Regions from separate parts of the Mus musculus genome. Here all the other regions are linked to region 1. The links are chromatin contacts, called in public ChIA-PET, Hi-C, HiChIP or PLAC-seq and Micro-C maps. All regions are on one chromosome and are shown on one strand. The core of a region is the stretch at or near the end of the contact, and the rest is flanking DNA. Distances in the headings are between cores, read along the strand shown. Region 1 holds the start of Fam214a (family with sequence similarity 214, member A). Region 2 holds the start of Leo1 (Leo1, Paf1/RNA polymerase II complex component). Region 3 holds the start of 4933433G15Rik (RIKEN cDNA 4933433G15 gene). Region 4 overlaps Myo5c (myosin VC). Region 5 overlaps Myo5c (myosin VC). Region 6 holds the start of Myo5c (myosin VC).

Region 1 (2,584 bases), core at 38-2,537:
GGGCCTACCTGGGTTACATGGTAAGACCTGTGCCAGCCTAGACAACTTGACAAAACCCTATCTATAAAACAAACAACAAACAAACAAAACACACCAAAAAAACCCCAAACAAACAGCGAATGAAATGCAAATGGCTACAAATATTACTTTTTATCAAGTTCAAACTCAAGTTTCAAAAGTTGACAAACTTTTCTGAAGTTGGATTGACTTCACCTAAAAAAATTGAAGAACTGCAACTAAAAAGGATACTAAGCCTGTGGCCACTAACAAACACTTCCTTTGACCCCTTCATCCTGCTAAACACTCTCTAAGAACAGGTCCTTCCCATCTGACTTTAACCACCTACTCCATAAGTCCATCTTTTTTTTCCCCTCAGCGTCTGGTATCTTCAGAGAGACAGTTCGTCACGTCTGACACAGGAATGGTTGATCCTGCGGAAAATTAGGTTAACACCGAAGGAGACAGAGAAACAAAACACAACTCAAGCTCTACTTAAATAAATCATTTACCTCGGTCTGGCTTCATTTTGGCATCCAATTTCCACCCAAAGTGCTGTAAAACACAGGTGTGGGTTCTTCCAACCGGCACACGGCTGACTCAACGGCTTCTGCTTCGTTTTCCAAACGCTAAGAGAGCAAAATAAACATAAAAAAAAAAAAATAAGAAAGAAAAAGAAAGACGGGTCTTAATTCCCCCGGATCTTGCAAGAAAACTACTAAGTTGGGCCTCTTCCTGGTGCAGACCTGCGGTGACAGAACCCTGGGCAGGTCTGAAGGAAAGGCGAAAAAAAGCAGCTCAAGTCTGCGCACCGCCTCCCCCGGCGTCCTCGGGCCTAGCACCCCTGTTCCCCGCCCCTGGGCTCTCCAGGCCAAGGTGTCCTCCTCTGACACAGCGTCTCGGAAGCACCAGCAGGATCTATTTATGCCCTGGAGGTACAGGCACAGAGGAGGAAGAGTCGGGCCACAGGAGCTAAGGCAGCCCTCGGTCCAGTAGCCTCTGGGCACCGAGGCACCCCCGCAGGGGCTCGGGCGCAGCAGCCCCCGCAGCCCCCCGGGCCTCACCTGCGGGGGATCCCCTCTGGCTAGCCCCTCCGAGGCTTCAGTAGCCGGGTTCCAGCCGGAGCCGGTCAGCAGCAGAGTCTGGGCATGTCCTCAGCCGCGCCGACCCACGCGTGGCTCAACCCACCCGGGAACGGCTCCCATGGCCCGCCCGCTCGCCGCCCTCCGGGACCCCTCGCTCCTCCTCCCGGCACTGCTCTCTGCGGCCGCCCGGCCGCTCACATCACACTCCGTGCTCCGAGCCACGCCTCCCCGAGCGCAGCGCGCATCTACCCCGCGGCCGCCGAGACGCCGAGACGCCGAGACGCTGCGCCCGCGCATCCACCGTCCCCGCTGCCTGCCCGCCTCGCTCGCTCGCTCTTTACTCTTTCTCTCACTGTTTGCCCTGTCAAAACACTACCCTGGTCACGTGTCCCAACAACAGCCAACCCACTCTCGTCACTTCCTCCGCTGAGGCTGCGCGCGCCGGTTGTTATGGCAACGCCGCCGCGCGTCCTGGAGTTGGAGATTGGGGACCGGTCTTCCCGGATAAGGGTCTCAGAGGACCCAGGGACCCGCAGGGACTGCCTGCACCGCGCGCCTAAGCAGCCAAGGAACTGCGCTCCGGGTGCATTGGGGTCACCTGGGAGATGTCAACCTAGGGCTTACCCCAGACGGGAAGATAATTATAGTTTCTACTCCTCCACAGGGATGCTGGCCTGGCGCAAAAGAACTGGGAATCCAGCCTTAAATGCATGCAATTTCCCAATGGAATCCGTGTTTGATGTGGCCAGGACAGGAAGGTGGGGAGCCATACCTTCCAGAGAAGGGTACTTGGAAACCAAGGAAGGCCTGTTCCCACTGCACCCCTAGATTTTCTGCATCTCTAGGACTTAAGAACCCAAGCTTCAGAAGCACTGGATGAGCTAAAAATAGCTTGTAACTTCTAGAGCACTGACTCACCGCCAAGCGGACACTTCTGACACCATGTTATTGTTGGGGAGCTGTAATTTTCTTGTTGTGCTATAACAATGTGACACGATGACACGGCGTGTTCTGATGTTGTGTCATCATTTAAACACAAACAGATGTCAAGAATTGCTGTAGCTAAAAAAAGCAACAAGGGTTGCAGCTATTAGCCACTCAGTTTATAGGCAAACCCAAATGAAGAAGTACAAAATTGCAAGGGTCTAGTTTCATTGGGAAAAAAACATGCTTTTTTAAGAACCTTTTTTTTTTCTTTTTGCATATGAGAATCACAACAGGAAGGACTAAGATCATCTGTGGTCGACTCTCTCTATAGTTTTCCGTTTCTACATTTTTAGAGGGTTATTTTTTTAACCCACAGTTTTTGTAAAGCACAAGATTGGCAATTTTATTTATTGTTGTTGATGATGATGATGATAATGTAAAGATTTTATTTTTCATGTATGTGTGAGGCTTGGACTACTGATCAGTGGTAAAGTGCTTGCCTAGCATGCACAAGACCCTAAAAATAAAATAACGGTACTTATATGTATGGGTAGTTGTGTGTTTATCTGTGTACT
Region 2 (2,584 bases), core at 45-2,544, 490 kb before region 1:
TCAATGGTAAAATGGAAGAAAACTGCCATGACCTTAAAAGAAGTTTTTAAAAGGGAAGAAAGGGGAGGGGAAGAAAGCGTAGAACTGCAATCATCTGTACACTCCACTTCCCTAAGCTATGGGTGGCTATGAGAAAGCACTACAGGTACATCTTACTAAACGACGCTTTCACCAGTGGATGCAAAAAAGCACTAAGCGTTAAGCACTAAGCTGGGGAGCGGGAACCTGTCTTCTCATGATTACATTCCCAACCCCTAGCAAGGTGGCCAGGAGATGATAGGGATCCTTGTTTACTGAATGAATGAAACGCTTCATGGAAAACATGGGAAGGTGTACACAGAATTGTGCCTCGAAGACACAGAGAATAAACTATGAGCAAAGCCGGGCACAGGAAGAGTTTAGTTCTCTGTACTTTTACTTAGTGCTCCCTCCACAACTGGAGTAATTACATACAAACTGGAGTTGGTGACGAATGGGGGGAGGGGCAAGGAAAATGACATGTATAGAAGTTAATTTGGGCCTGGGGGGGCTGCAAGAATTCTGAAGTTCATCTCGGATCTTTCCTCATTCTTCTATTCACATCTCAAATTCAGATATTCGTAGACCTGTGCCAGAAATGCCCCCCATGAACCATCATTCATTCATTCATCACCAAATCCTGTCACTCCTCTCCAAACACTCCACAAGTTTCCCCATTCTTACATCACAGACAAGGAAACTGGCTTTCCGCACAGGCTCTCCAAGGGCACCCATCGCCAGTGCGTAGTCCTTCTGTAGAACTCCAACCTGATCCCTCCCAGACCCTTCAGGGGCATCTACACTCTCCCATCAACTCGCCCTTTCACACGGGGCGTTACCGCGCCCGATGGGCAGTTGAACATGTCTCCACTCATTCACTGCCAGCCACCCTTTCAATTGGCCATGTATGCACGGAGGGGCGCAGGCCACACGTCCTCCCTTCTGCTCCCCCAGGAGTCCAGGCCGGTCCCTGATCCTCCAGGCACTGACTCCGCGGCGGTCTCCCCGGGAGAGGCGGGCACCGCCGGGCATGCAGGGGGCGCTGGGCAAGAGCTTGGGGACTTCGCGTTGCCCGGCGCCGCGCCTCCGGCCGAAAAGCAACCCGACGCCCCATGTGCCCATCCGCGGAGCTCGCCCGCCCGCCCGCCCGCCCGTCCGCCGCACCTTTGCGCTCGGCCTCGCTCTCAGCTTCGCTCCCGAAGAGGTCCTCCATGTCCGCCATAGCAGCTTGGTCCGCGGCCTTGGCTTGCTCGGCTCGAGCCTGCTTTACGGCCAGACCCGTCCAAACACGACGTGTCGTAAAGAGCCGCACAAAGACCTACTTTACTTTTGTGACCTAGTTTTCTCCAGCACTCGGCTGGCTCCGCCCCCACCCCCTCCACCCCCGCCCCGGTGTCTGCGCTCGCCCGCTACTCCGTTAGCCCGCTCGCACGCTGTGCGGAGCTTGGGATGCGGGTCAGACTTGTTTACGACCTGTCAGCTGCGGCCAGGTTTCTTAAAAATAGTTGAGGGTGGGTGTGGTCGCTCTGCTCTGGGGAGGCAGATCTCTGTGAATACCAGGCCAGGTTCGTCTACAAAGCGAGTTCCAGCCAGCCAGCCAGCATATGTCTACATACGTAGATCCTGTGGCAGAAGAATAAGAAATAAGTCATTGAGAGCTCTAGCCTGGAGTAGTTAGTGGTGCACGCCTGTAATCCAGCACTCTAGAAGCAAAGGGTCAGAAACCCAAATTCATCATCAACTGCATAGCAACTTCAAGAGCAGCGTGGGATCCTTGAGAACCCCCACCCTTAAAAAAAAAAAAAAAAAAAGGGCTGGTGAGATGGCTCAGTGGGTAAGAGCACCCGACTGCTCTTCCAAAGGTCTGGAGTTCAAATCCCAGCAACCACATGGTGGCTAACAACCATCTGTAATGAGATCTGACTCCCTCTTCTGGAGTGTCTGAAGACAGCTACAGTGTACTTACATACAATAAATAAATAAATCTTTAAAAAAAAAAAAAAAAAAAAAAAAAAAGACCTGGTGAGATCGCTTGTCGGTAAATGACTTGCCCTTAAAGACTAAAGATCTGTTTTCCGAAAATCCAGCACCTACTTAAACTCAGGCACGGCTTCCAACATCTGTAATCCCAGCTCTCAGGTCCAATAAAGGACCTTGTCTTAAAATACAGATGCTGGATGGTGGTGTCTAGGCCAGCCTGGTCTACATAGCGAGTTCCAGGACAGCAGGACAGCCAGGGCTATACATAGAGATTCTGTCTGGGGGAAAAAAAATAAAAAAAAGTAAGGTGCTGCCTGGTGGGGTGAAGAGCATTTCAAGAATACACTGGAAATCGGCCTTTGGCCTCTAGGCACATGGAAAGTAGCTCTGTACAGAGCTTGCCTATTATGAGTGAGGGTTCAAATTCAATCTGCACTGGGGAAAAATAAAAGATTTAGGACTAGAAATCCCAATATGGGAGGCTGAGGCAGGAAGACAACTGAGAATTTGAGGCCAGCTGGGGCCACAAAGACAGCCTGGATTACTAAGGATGAAGCTTTCAGTAGTATTAGGTTAGTTTCTGGCA
Region 3 (2,584 bases), core at 53-2,552, 460 kb before region 1:
AAAATTTTGTACCTAGCTCACCCTGACCTCTCTTTTAAGATTCCACAAACACTTAACATCGTGGACTCCTTTGACTCCTATAAAGCAATATGGCTGGCTTTAATGGAAGTCAGCAGAGATGCATTATAAACTTTCTGAGAGAAAGCATACGGCTTGCTATTTATGCTCACCACCACCACCACCCCGGGGGGTCCAGCCATTAGAGGAAGATGGAGGTCCCAGAGTCCATCAGGAGGAACTAGAGGGAGGACAGAGTGGGTCGGTGGAGCAGAACTTCACAGTGCCGGCTGCACTCAACAGCTGTAAATCTCGCTTTCTGTAGGCATTACTGCTCTTCTCCTGGTATTCAGATGGTATTGCTTTAAATATAATAGAGCTGGGCTCAGCTGCCTAAGCCTATAATCCAAGCTCTGGGGAAGCTAAGGCAGGGAGATTAGGTGTGCTAGGGCAGGCTGAGTTATAGAGAGATGCTGTCTCACAAAGCATATATTTTAATGTATCTCTGTATTAGGAAACATTGAAGCTCCTCTCAAGCTCTTAACTTCAAGTGACTGTGTCATCTCTGAAAGGGGTTTGCTGCTTACAGTGGATCATGGACTGCAGTGGCCATATTTTCTTTAGGATGGTCAATTACCACTGATAGAAAGGGCTAACCGAACCTCTCATTTTTCTTTTTTGTGAGGCGGGGTCTCAGTAGTCTGGGCTGGCTTTGAACTCACTATGCAGCCAAGGATTAACTGTATCTTCTAATCCTTCTGGTCTCCAAGACAGGGATCACAGGGGTACAACAACAAGCTCTCCCAGCCTTTTGAGACAGGGTCTATTATATAGCATAGGCTGTCCTGGCACTACATAGACTAGTTAACTCATGTGCCACTACTCCCAGGCAAACCCTGTGCTTTTTATATCTAAGTTCCTAAATACTTAAATTTCATCTAAGCACTGGAAGGGCAGCTATCTACCTTTCTCAGCACGCCTATGTCAAACTCTGGCTGGTCTCAGCGATCTCAACAAGCCAGCCACCCTGCTGACTGAGCTTTTGCTCAGTTTTCCCAGGACCCCTCACTCATTCACCTCCCTGGTTACCGCGGATGCTTCTAGAAGCAGCCAACGGACCCCGGGGACCGATCCCAGGGGCCTTCCCAACACCACCCTGAGCTTATCTGCTCAACAATCTGGCCTAGCATATTCGCCTTCGCCCACTTCCTCCCGACAGCACGGGACCCAGCAGCCGTTCAGACGCTCGCCCTGTCGGGTCACTTGGTACGACACTCTGGGCGGTGGTTCAGCTGAGGCCGGGGTGTACCCGCCAGCAGGCCGCGTGCAGCTCCGACCGCCCCCGCGGCGCGCGCAGTCACGGGCGTTGGAAATTCCGGCGCGTGCGGCTCCCCGGCTGGCGGGGGCGGGGCCGCCGTGGAGTGAGCCTGTGACGTGAGGGGGCGTGCCTCTGCGAGGCCCCGCCTTCTCTCCGCGCCCTCTCTGGCGGGTCGGGGTTACATGGCGGCGACTGCGGCAAAGCGAGAGCCTCGGAAACGCCGCTGCCGCCAGCACAGCCGGAGACCTGAGCCGACCTTGAGGGCTGTCCGCGGGCCCTGCACTCTGTCGATGAGTCGGAGAAGTCCCGTGAGTGTGTATGTGTGTGTGGCCGGGTGCGGGCCGGCGCGGGAGGGAGCGGCAGAGGGCCCGGCGGCGGCGCCGGCTCCCGCGTCCATTGTGTGTGACCCTCCGGGCGGCCGCCGCTCAACAAAGACGCTTTTGTTCCGTGTGCCCGCTCAGCCCGGGCGGCGCGGCCGGCTGCGAGGGCCAGGTCCCCGCGTGGGGCTGGCGGCGCGGCCGGCGCGCCCCTCCCACCCGGCACGCCCCTCGCCGGGCAGCCGGCCGCAGGCATAGCTGGCGGGCCCCCGCCGCCTGCACCGGGCTGCGCTTCGCGGGTTCGAGTCCCCGCCGCCCGCGCCCGGTTCCGCGGGTTCGAGTCCCCGCCAACGCGCAGGCGAGGGCGGTGGTCCAGGAGCGCTTGAGGCGGTGGAGGCTTGCCTTCCTGGCTCGCTGCCTCCCTCAAGCTCTCCTGTCTCCTCCCCTCCCCAGCCTGCCCGGGTGACTCGGCCTCAGCTGACTCCGGCCGGGCAAAGTCTCCGGCACGTTGCGTAGCGCTCTGCTCCTGCCCCTAAGTCCGCCCAAGTTTGTGCCTGGCGGTCCACGAGGTGCCGGGGACCGGCCTGAGACAGGGCTCCTGACACCTTTCCGGACGTTAAGGTGTGATCCGGAAAAACACCCTGATGAAAACGTACGTTACCGGTTACAGGCCTCCTCACTTGGAGCTTGTTATGATCGGACTTGGGAGTTGTGAGGAGTGGAGGGCTTTCGGCCGCCTTTTGTTCCTGCCTGGCTTTGGCTCTCCGGCTCAGGTGCCTTGGGGAAGCTGCGTGCAGCAAGCTCCTTTAGATCGCTTTCGTGTTTTACCTTTCTTTGACTTGAAAGTAGGAAAGATGGAGCGCAGGGACTTGGTAAAGGGGAGTTAGGTCTCTTTACAGTATCTAAACAGTTCGTGTTCGTTGCTAAGAGTCCGGAGGCAGTATTAACTTTT
Region 4 (2,584 bases), core at 49-2,548, 330 kb before region 1:
GACATTGAATTTGGGCATGACTTCACCCCCATGGCATCTCTGCAGTTGTTTCTACGGCCTACCAGCTGGCCACCCTCTTAGGTATCCAACTAGCAAGCTGCCCAGACTACCCAGTAACCAGTCCATGCCCCTGGTACCTCTCATCTCCCGTTTCTGTGACTGCACGTGCTTTTCCACATCTATCTTCTGGGCTTGCAGCAGCTCTATCTCCTTCTCAAACTCAGAGATGGTCTAAATCAGAGCCGCAAACAGATCCAGTGCAGAGAAAACAGCCGTTACACTTCTCATCAGGCAAGGGCACACCCCGTCACAGAGCATATGGTGGCCTCCCGCCTCCATGCGGCTTCCTAGCAGGAATCTTATCTACTCTCACAGCCTCACATCTTGCCCTGAAGCAGCTCAACTGTGCAACTGTTTGCAGGCCTACCTGGATGCAGGAATGAGCTTCCCTGTTGTAACGGAAGGAAACAATCACAAGTTTGCCATGAGACAGGCAGAGGGCAAGACGGGTAAAACTGCAGGTCGGAAGGCGAAGGTACATTGCTAGGAGGCGTTTTGTCACAGAGGCAGGGGAGGCTAAGCAGCCTGGGAAGACCACCAGGGACAGTTTCCCATGAGCATCTCTGCTTGTTAAAGGGGCTGCATCCACCTCTGTTCACTCTGCAAGTTCATCTCGAGGAAGGTATTTTTCATATTTTGTAGCTAAGACAGATAGAGATATTCTCAGGGGTAGCAGGGGTAAAAAGCCCTCCTCAAATATTGTTATTCGGAGTATTGACAGGTTCTAGCTCCCAATTCAGAGAGGGAGGGGATCAAATACTAGTGCTCCACTTCGACACCTAGTCCTCCTAGCAGGCCTCGAAGTGAGTGGAACAAGCTGAGCCCGCATCGATTAGAAAATGAACTGAAGGTTAAATGACACATTTGGGATCATGTGTCAAGCTCACAGGACTGCCCAGGCTGAAGCCTTGGTTCTTTTCTTGGTTCTTTACATATTTCAGGTAATGTTTACACTTCCTTATTTTCTTCAGATCGCATCACAGAGAGCTTGACAATGACCTTCAAGAGCTCTGAAAACCAGACCTCTTAAAGCATCAGAGGAAGAGAGTGACATCTACTGGTGCCTCCCTCCAAGTGCAGGCTCACAGTTCCCCCGATTTAAGATCAGCCTGGAGAGATGGCCCTACAGTTAAGAGCACTGGCTGCTCTTCCAAAGGGCATGGGCTTGATTCCCAGCACCCACATGCTAGGATTACAGAAGTGCGACACTGTTTCTGACTTTGGTGCTCTGGGAGTCAAAGCTGGAGCCTCCTGTGTGCTAAAAAGGCAGTCTACTAATCAGGCTGCATCCCCAGACCTGAAGTCCTCCTGATCACCCATGTGAATTTTCATGTAACAGTGTAAATGGTGGATAGCAACAATTTCACTTCAGTACAAGAATTCATAAGTTTATAATATGATAAACAATAAGGGTTCACCTGAATTTATAACTTAAATAGGTAGTATTCTTTTAGTCAATCTATTTAAGTAACTGTATAGTTACAATCTTAGAGTGTTAGAACCTGACTTTTCAAATATGAAATACATTTTCAGACAGCCCAGAGGCTGGGACGGAGAGAACTGAGTACCCGGGTGCTGTGTGCCTTCAGTCTGTATGGATGCTCCTGTTGTCTGATCCCTTGGGAATATATAGATGTTAAAGTAAGATGGGGCTAGAAAGGAGAGCACCCTCTGTGACTCAGACTCTCACTTCCCCAAAGGTTGTTTCCAAACACCCTAGCAAGACAGAGTTACAGGGGGCACCTCCTGTATGATGGACACATCTTACTTAGCTAAAGGGCTGAACCAATACCTCCTCCCCTGCCACCCAGGAATCCAGGATAACCTGGGTACAGGCTACCCATCCTCCTCATTTTGCCTGAATCTGTAAGAAGGGGTTCCCTAGCAACGCCTCTTCTGAGCTCTCTTTAGAACCCCTCTTTGGTGTTAATAAATCTCTTAACAAAAGAACAGCCCACTGGGGTCCCTCTGTACCCAAATCTCTGCATTTCTACTGTTTCTGTGAAGATCAAGGGCATCTCTGGAGGAGCTAGAAGGCAGCACACACCTTTGCCTGCTTGCTTAGGCGGGCCACCTCCCCCTTCAGGCGGTCAGAGGTGACCTGTCCCTCCTCCAGCTGGTGATGCAGTTGCGACCTCTCGTCCTTGAGGGCTTTAATCTCTTCTCTCAGAGACTCTATCTGTTTCTCATAGGCTTGTGTTTTCAGCTCAAAACCTTTTTCAAGAACTCTAGATGGTAAAAGGAGAAAATCTAACTTAGAATTGTTCTTATAGTCTTTGAACAAGACAATATACAATATTATGAAAAAATTGAGGAGCTACCTCCACACCAAAGGAAGAGGTGTGTTAGGACCCACTGGGGCCATCGCTGTAGCCAGCTTCCTGTTCTCTTAGTCTAAAATCCATGTCTTAGATCACCCAGTGTGAGAAACTCTATGAAGATCACAGAGCACAGGACAGAGAGGCTGGACTTCAAGTCACACTAGGTGCTGGAGTGTTGCGATCTCAAAGCCATGCCTGGGGGC
Region 5 (2,584 bases), core at 50-2,549, 310 kb before region 1:
TAGGCTGCTTAGCTGCAAGACCCAAGTTCTTCATTACAGTGGTCTCAAACTCTGTGGATCTGAATTCCCTTTCCCATCCTAATACTCACGCACACACTCACACGAGCGCGCGCTCACACACACACACACACACACACACACACACACACACGAACACACGTACACTCATGTACACATGCGTGCACACAAGTGCACACATTATTTCTCTCACAGTAATCACCCTGACTTCTTTGCCTCCTTCACTAGTAAAATGACGTCCCAGAAGGCCTTCCATCACACAGTGCCTGGCAAGTAATTATTTGTTAGGTAAAAGTATAAACAAGTGGCTCTGTAGTTAACAGGGCGTACTGTTCATGCAGAGGGACAGAGTTCAGTTCCCAGTACCCATGTTGAGTGGCTCACAGTTGCCTGTAACTCCAGTGCCAGGAATAGGATACCCTCTGCTGGACTCTATGGGTACTACACCCACATAGGCACAAATGGACGTGTACACACATACATACACATATCTATAAAAATAAATCATTAAAAAAAAATGAAGAAATATATTCCTAAGCTAAGAAGTCCACCGTTTTTAAAGGCAAGTTCTGGAAGATACAGCAAACACTCCCCACCTCAATGTAAGATTTTTAAGCCAGGCTATTCTATTATTTTCCAATTTTATTCAATTTTTTACTGGTTACTCAAATTATTTCTTGGGATAAGATAAGGTAAATAATTTACTAGCCTAATCCAGTCCTGTATTAGTATTTTCAAACTGTTGCTAGGTTTTCTTGCGAGCCATGAGTAATCAGTTAAAATCTATATTAAACAGTCACTCCCTTCAGTATCTCCCCTCAACATCTGGAACAGGTATTGGAACAGCTGGCTCTCTACCTGGGTGAAAAGTTGATGGACTGTCCCTCCCTCCATGTGAAGGCCCAGTCCCCTCCCTCCATGTGGGGAAGAGCCCCTAACTGACGGAAAGCATCAAGTCTTTGCTGGGATAATCTTCCCAGTGTCCTGTGGAGAAGCCAGTGCAGTCCTAAGAGCCTGGCAGGAACAGGGACAGGAGAGGGGGGTTTCTGACAACTAGAAAGCCACCTGGTATCACCTCCATGCCAGCTTCCACCCTGCCTTCAGCAAGCACCTTCAACAGGAGCTGGACCCCGGATCAGAAAAGCAGGACAGGGCAGAGAGAAAGATGAAACCAAACTCCAAAGTGGCCCAAGCTTTGCGCTGTTTGAAGAAGGGGTGGGACAATTAAAGAAGGGGTGGGGCGACCCAAGCCCTTATCTCTCAGGAAAGGACAGGAACACAGGTGTGTGAGGGCAGGAGACAGCAGGCCAGGCAGACTGGGAGGACGCCAAGCAGCCATAACTGGCACTGCCCCTGGGGAACAGGAGGGTATGACAGGGCTCAGTACCTCAGGGACCTGTAGGGGACTGACATGGCTCACATCCCCCTGCCAAGGGACCTGCTGTGAACAGCTTAATTCTTCCAAGCTTTGGTTGTTACCTAACATGGGGGTGCTTCCAGGTGGCTTGAAGACCAAGAAGCCACTTACCACAGGACCTGTCTGTCACACAATGGAGTTTGGCAGCCATTATTAGTTAGCATTTATTGTATACGTGTGCTGCTGTATGTGGCCATACACGTACGCACATGGAAGGCAGGGGTCGATGTTGGGTATCTCTCACTATTATTCTCAGCCTAACGCTTTGAGACAGGGTCTTTAGTTGAACTTAGAGCCCATCAGGTCAGCTATGCTGGCCATCCTCTGCCTCCCCTGTGCCCTGCCTGGCTTTTTACATGAATGACGGGATCCAAACTTAAATGTTTATATAGCAGGCATTTTGCTGGCTAAGAAATCTCCCTAGTCCCAGTTTGTCATTTATTCAACGCACACTCTACAGAAAGGACACCATGACCCAGGAGCTATATTTAACATCTCTCCATTCAGCAAAGAAAAATAAAATCATCTTCAAAACAAGCAAGACAAGTGGAAGGGTGCAACTTAAAAACAACAGGGCGTTTGACATTTAAACGAGGAAAGGCAGGCAGGCAGAAGAGAATCTTACCCATAAATGTCCAAAACACCAATAAAAGTGTGCTGCTTGCCTGAGAAGTGCAACGCCTGGTTGATTTGCTCGACAATGAAGTCGAACAGGTGAGCGTAGATCTTTTTGGCCAGCGCATCCCTGGCGTTGATGGCCTGAGGCCTGGTCATGGGCTTTACCACAGTTTCCGAGGAGGTCACAATTTTTCTGTTGCACAGCCACTGAGCCACTTTGCTGGTCTCCAGGCCCAAGAGCTCACAGAACACCTTCAGGTGACTGTCATCCTCCTTCAAGAAACAAACACAAGCCCCATCAGGCATCCAAAGTTAATACCGCCCCATCTGGCCAAGTCTGTCCAAGACTGTGTGAGATATTCAGGCCTTGTGATTGGAACTAAGGCTGGAGTAGAGCAGGAGGCTGTGGTGACACCCTCCCTGCTGCAGTGATGCCTAGAGGCCTGGCTGTGTCTTTTTGAGTCTCTTCACTCTGGCTGTAGAAGCCAGCAGGCCTGCTCCAATCCATCCATACAACCGCACCCCCTCCTC
Region 6 (2,584 bases), core at 39-2,538, 280 kb before region 1:
CAGAGATGGTGAAAGTGCCTTTTAAATATAAGGCAGAAAGATAGGAGGGGTGGGGTATGTCTGTAATACCATCGCTATCGTGGCTGAGGCAAGATCTCCGTGAGTCTGAAGTCAGCCTGAGCTATGGACGGAGGGCCATTCCAACCAGGGACACAAAGCAAGAACCTCTCTTAAAAACTTGGTGGAGCATGGACCTTTAGTCTCAGCACTCTGGAGGCAGAGGCAGACAAAACTGTGAGTTTGAAGTCAGCCTGATTTCCAGCCAGTAGTGATGTCCAGGCTACCTGGGGTGACACAGTGAGACAGTCTCAACAAACAAAATCCAAAACTAAACAATACCTCCCCCACCCCTTCCCCGGCCAATTAAGTTAAGATGCGCGCGCCTCTCTCTCTCTCTCTCTCTCTCTCTCTCTCTCTCTCTCTCTCTCTCTCTCTCTCTCTCTCTCTCTCTCTGTGTGTGTGTGTGTGTGTAAATGTTCTAACAGAATCCATTCTAGTCCCATCTGTCAGAATTTGAAGGGTCTAAATTCCCCTACAAGAGTGTAGCAGGATCTGTTTTATGGCTCTTTTAAAAAGCGTCATTTTCTCACATTTTTTTCCTGGGTGAGGATGAAGCTCTTCGCTTCTGGAAGTTTTCCAGAATGCATGTGCTCCCGGTCAGGCCTGTCTGAGGTGCTCTCTGAGTTAATGCACCCTTACACTGGTTAAAAAGAGCCCAACAGCACCCGGGGCCTGGGACTCTGGGCTGCTGGTTCCTGTGCTCAGACCGGGCAACTCCAGGTGGATCCCCCGAGTGTCTTCCTTCGCCTGCACAGGGAAGCGCACCAGCATTCTAGAAAACACCGCCAATCTTGCCGGAGTCCTCCAGACTCCGAGGGCCTGGAAGGTTACAACGCTGGTTAACAAAGTTTGTGGTGCCAGATCGAAGCTCCTGCCCACTGCGGGACTCAGATTCCATCAGTGGCGGGACGAAGGGTCTGGGTGATCTAGCTACCCGGCGTGGGGACAGCAGCCCTCCGTTGGGTTTGCCCACCCGCAGGGGGCCCGGGCGGAGCTGGCAGCTGCTCCCGGCCTCCGCTCATCTACCCGTCTGGGCAGGTGCACAGGTGCGTCCCCGCGCCCCTACCTGCGCGTAGAGCTCGGCCACCGCCATGGACCTCCTCTCTGCTGCTGTTGCTGCAGGGGACTGTGCGCGCCCAGGCACTCAGCGCCTGGCCATCTTGTGCAGAAGTTTTCCCGAGTGCCACGGCTCCCTTCCCCCGAGGGCTCTGGCGCCCGGACTGGGGTTGGTGGCGGGGTGAGGGTTAGCAGCGGGATTGGTGCTTGCCGGCAGCCCGCGTTGCCATTGGCCCGGTCCAGGTAACAGGTCAAAGAAACCTCCAGGGGTCCCGCCCAAGTTCCCGCTCCCTTACAGCAGCCAGCAGCAGCAAAGAAAAACCAAAGAATCAGTGAGCTAACAGAACTTCTAAATTGAGGAAGGGGTCGGATAAAAGAAAAAAGTCGTTGTCCTGCGAACATTTTATATGCCATGGAAAGTAAGATACGGATCAAAGAAAATGCACCCAGAGATTACGCTACTAAAAACCTTGTTTGACCTTTATGGCGAGCTTGCTTCTACCTCTCTTACAGGACACACCAGAGGGCTGAATAAGTACGGGCCTTTTGGACGGATGTGAATATTTAACATTCAAAAGGTGTTGATGTCACCAAAATTAATACATAGGTCCATGACACTGGGTTAAAAATCCTGGCAGCATGTTTGCGAACTGACATTATTTTTATATTTTATTTGGGTTAGAAGTACTTGAACAGCTAAGACTATTTTTCACCACAAAGAGAAAAGAGATCCTATCCTGCTGGCCTTCCTTGGGAGCTGCCCATTTTCGTTTTTCTTTTCTTTTTTTAAAAGATTTATTTATTTTACTTATATGAGTACACTATAGCTGTCTCTAGATATTCCAGAAGAGGGTATCAGATCCCATTACAGATGGTTGTGAGCCAGCATGGAGTTGCTGGGAATCGAACTCCGGACCCTTGGAAGAGAGGTCAATGCTCTTAACCACTCACTAAGCCTTCTCTCTAGCCCTGGTCCTTGTTATTTTAAAGCCAGAATCTCTCACTGGGATCTGGGGTTCACTGAGTTAGGCTGACCCAGGAGCCCCAGAACTCCTAGTGTCTCTGTCTCCTCTGGCTTTACAGCGCCCACAACACCGGCTTTTAAAATGTAGATTGGGGGGGGGGGGAGGGGTTTGAAGGCCCGCCCTCAGGCTTGCACTGCAAGTACTTCATAGACTAAGCTACTGCCCCAGCTCTGCCCTGCCACATATTCATGGGAAAAACAAACTACAGTCATTAAAACAGTGGACTAGGCATATGAGAATGGGTGCGAGGGTAATGGAGTCTAATGGAGTCTGTCCATAGAGCCCCACGCTGTGAAACAGAAAAATGGCAAAAGTGACATTGGTGACGTGACAAATGCTGAATAAAAAACAAAATGAGGATTCATGTCAGAAATGATAAATAACCAGGCCAGGTGGGCAGTGAGGGAGGTTCTAGCCCCAGGGGACTGAGGCAGGAGAACCAA

What was found. A called contact is a pair of places that touch in the nucleus more often than the background predicts. ChIA-PET counts read pairs in DNA pulled down with a chosen protein or histone mark. HiChIP or PLAC-seq counts read pairs in DNA pulled down with a chosen protein or histone mark.
Region 2: a contact with region 1 is called in an RNA polymerase II ChIA-PET map of memory CD8 T cells, with 48 read pairs. The contact joins the promoter of Leo1 here to the promoter of Fam214a in region 1. A contact is called at or near these places in 4 of 39 promoter capture datasets (the C10 cell line, the HPC-7 cell line, embryonic stem cells and 1 more), 9 of 484 Hi-C or Micro-C datasets (B cells, CD4 T cells, CD8 T cells and 4 more), 8 of 115 datasets of contacts at active chromatin or transcription factors (the 230-238 cell line, astrocytes, epiblast stem cells and 5 more) and 1 of 9 other capture datasets (liver).
Region 3: a contact with region 1 is called in a Micro-C map of embryonic stem cells, with 5 times the contacts expected there. The contact joins the promoter of 4933433G15Rik here to the promoter of Fam214a in region 1. A contact is called at or near these places in 5 of 39 promoter capture datasets (the C10 cell line, the HPC-7 cell line, cranial neural crest and 1 more), 4 of 484 Hi-C or Micro-C datasets (CD4 T cells, CD8 T cells and embryonic stem cells), 4 of 115 datasets of contacts at active chromatin or transcription factors (bone marrow-derived dendritic cells, bone marrow-derived macrophages, memory CD8 T cells and 1 more) and 2 of 9 other capture datasets (adipose tissue and liver).
Region 4: a contact with region 1 is called in an H3K4me3 HiChIP or PLAC-seq map of the 230-238 cell line, with 4 times the contacts expected there. The contact joins the enhancer-like site here to the promoter of Fam214a in region 1. A contact is called at or near these places in 5 of 39 promoter capture datasets (the C10 cell line, the HPC-7 cell line, embryonic stem cells and 2 more), 1 of 15 datasets of contacts at CTCF or cohesin (large pre-B cells), 7 of 115 datasets of contacts at active chromatin or transcription factors (the 230-238 cell line, the NIH/3T3 cell line, bone marrow-derived dendritic cells and 3 more) and 1 of 9 other capture datasets (liver).
Region 5: a contact with region 1 is called in a Hi-C map of pro-B cells, with 2.6 times the contacts expected there. The contact joins the enhancer-like site here to the promoter of Fam214a in region 1. A contact is called at or near these places in 7 of 39 promoter capture datasets (the C10 cell line, the HPC-7 cell line, embryonic stem cells and 2 more), 3 of 484 Hi-C or Micro-C datasets (CD4 T cells, embryonic stem cells and pro-B cells), 7 of 115 datasets of contacts at active chromatin or transcription factors (bone marrow-derived dendritic cells, embryonic stem cells, epiblast stem cells and 3 more) and 2 of 9 other capture datasets (liver and pancreatic islet).
Region 6: a Micro-C map of embryonic stem cells shows a contact between it and region 1, with 3 times the contacts expected there. The contact joins the promoter of Myo5c here to the promoter of Fam214a in region 1. A contact is called at or near these places in 2 of 39 promoter capture datasets (the HPC-7 cell line and pre-B cells), 4 of 484 Hi-C or Micro-C datasets (embryonic stem cells and nephron progenitors) and 4 of 115 datasets of contacts at active chromatin or transcription factors (all in embryonic stem cells).

What each region holds. Positions count from the first base shown.
Region 1 is chr9:74,951,756-74,954,339 of GRCm38.p6, reverse strand. It overlaps Fam214a (family with sequence similarity 214, member A), which reads right to left and starts at 1,287. Exons shown (of 13, transcript NM_001113283.1): 1 at 1,062-1,287; 2 at 510-626. The coding sequence starts at 525.
Region 2 is chr9:75,440,234-75,442,817 of GRCm38.p6, reverse strand. It overlaps Leo1 (Leo1, Paf1/RNA polymerase II complex component), which reads right to left and starts at 1,294. Exons shown (of 12, transcript NM_001039522.1): 1 at 1,183-1,294. The coding sequence starts at 1,240.
Region 3 is chr9:75,408,902-75,411,485 of GRCm38.p6, reverse strand. 4933433G15Rik (RIKEN cDNA 4933433G15 gene) reads right to left here and starts at 1,302. Exons shown (of 4, transcript NR_040719.1): 1 at 720-1,302. It overlaps Mapk6 (mitogen-activated protein kinase 6), which reads left to right and starts at 1,470. Exons shown (of 6, transcript NM_015806.5): 1 at 1,470-1,623.
Region 4 is chr9:75,281,540-75,284,123 of GRCm38.p6, reverse strand. It overlaps Myo5c (myosin VC), which reads right to left. Exons shown (of 41, transcript NM_001081322.1): 25 at 2,108-2,288; 26 at 138-231. Among named protein-coding and RNA genes, the nearest start is that of Gnb5, 23 kb to the left of the region's middle. Within about 2 kb of position 1,298, at least 16 of the 459 cell types and tissues checked have an H3K27ac peak or open chromatin away from gene starts, as enhancers often do. A contact at or near this core is called in the 230-238 cell line, where this site is marked.
Region 5 is chr9:75,257,701-75,260,284 of GRCm38.p6, reverse strand. It overlaps Myo5c (myosin VC), which reads right to left. Exons shown (of 41, transcript NM_001081322.1): 10 at 2,061-2,326. Among named protein-coding and RNA genes, the nearest start is that of Gm33750, 22 kb to the right of the region's middle. Within about 2 kb of position 1,299, at least 15 of the 459 cell types and tissues checked have an H3K27ac peak or open chromatin away from gene starts, as enhancers often do. A contact at or near this core is called in pro-B cells, where this site is marked.
Region 6 is chr9:75,230,718-75,233,301 of GRCm38.p6, reverse strand. Myo5c (myosin VC) reads right to left here and starts at 1,288. Exons shown (of 41, transcript NM_001081322.1): 1 at 1,127-1,288. The coding sequence starts at 1,153.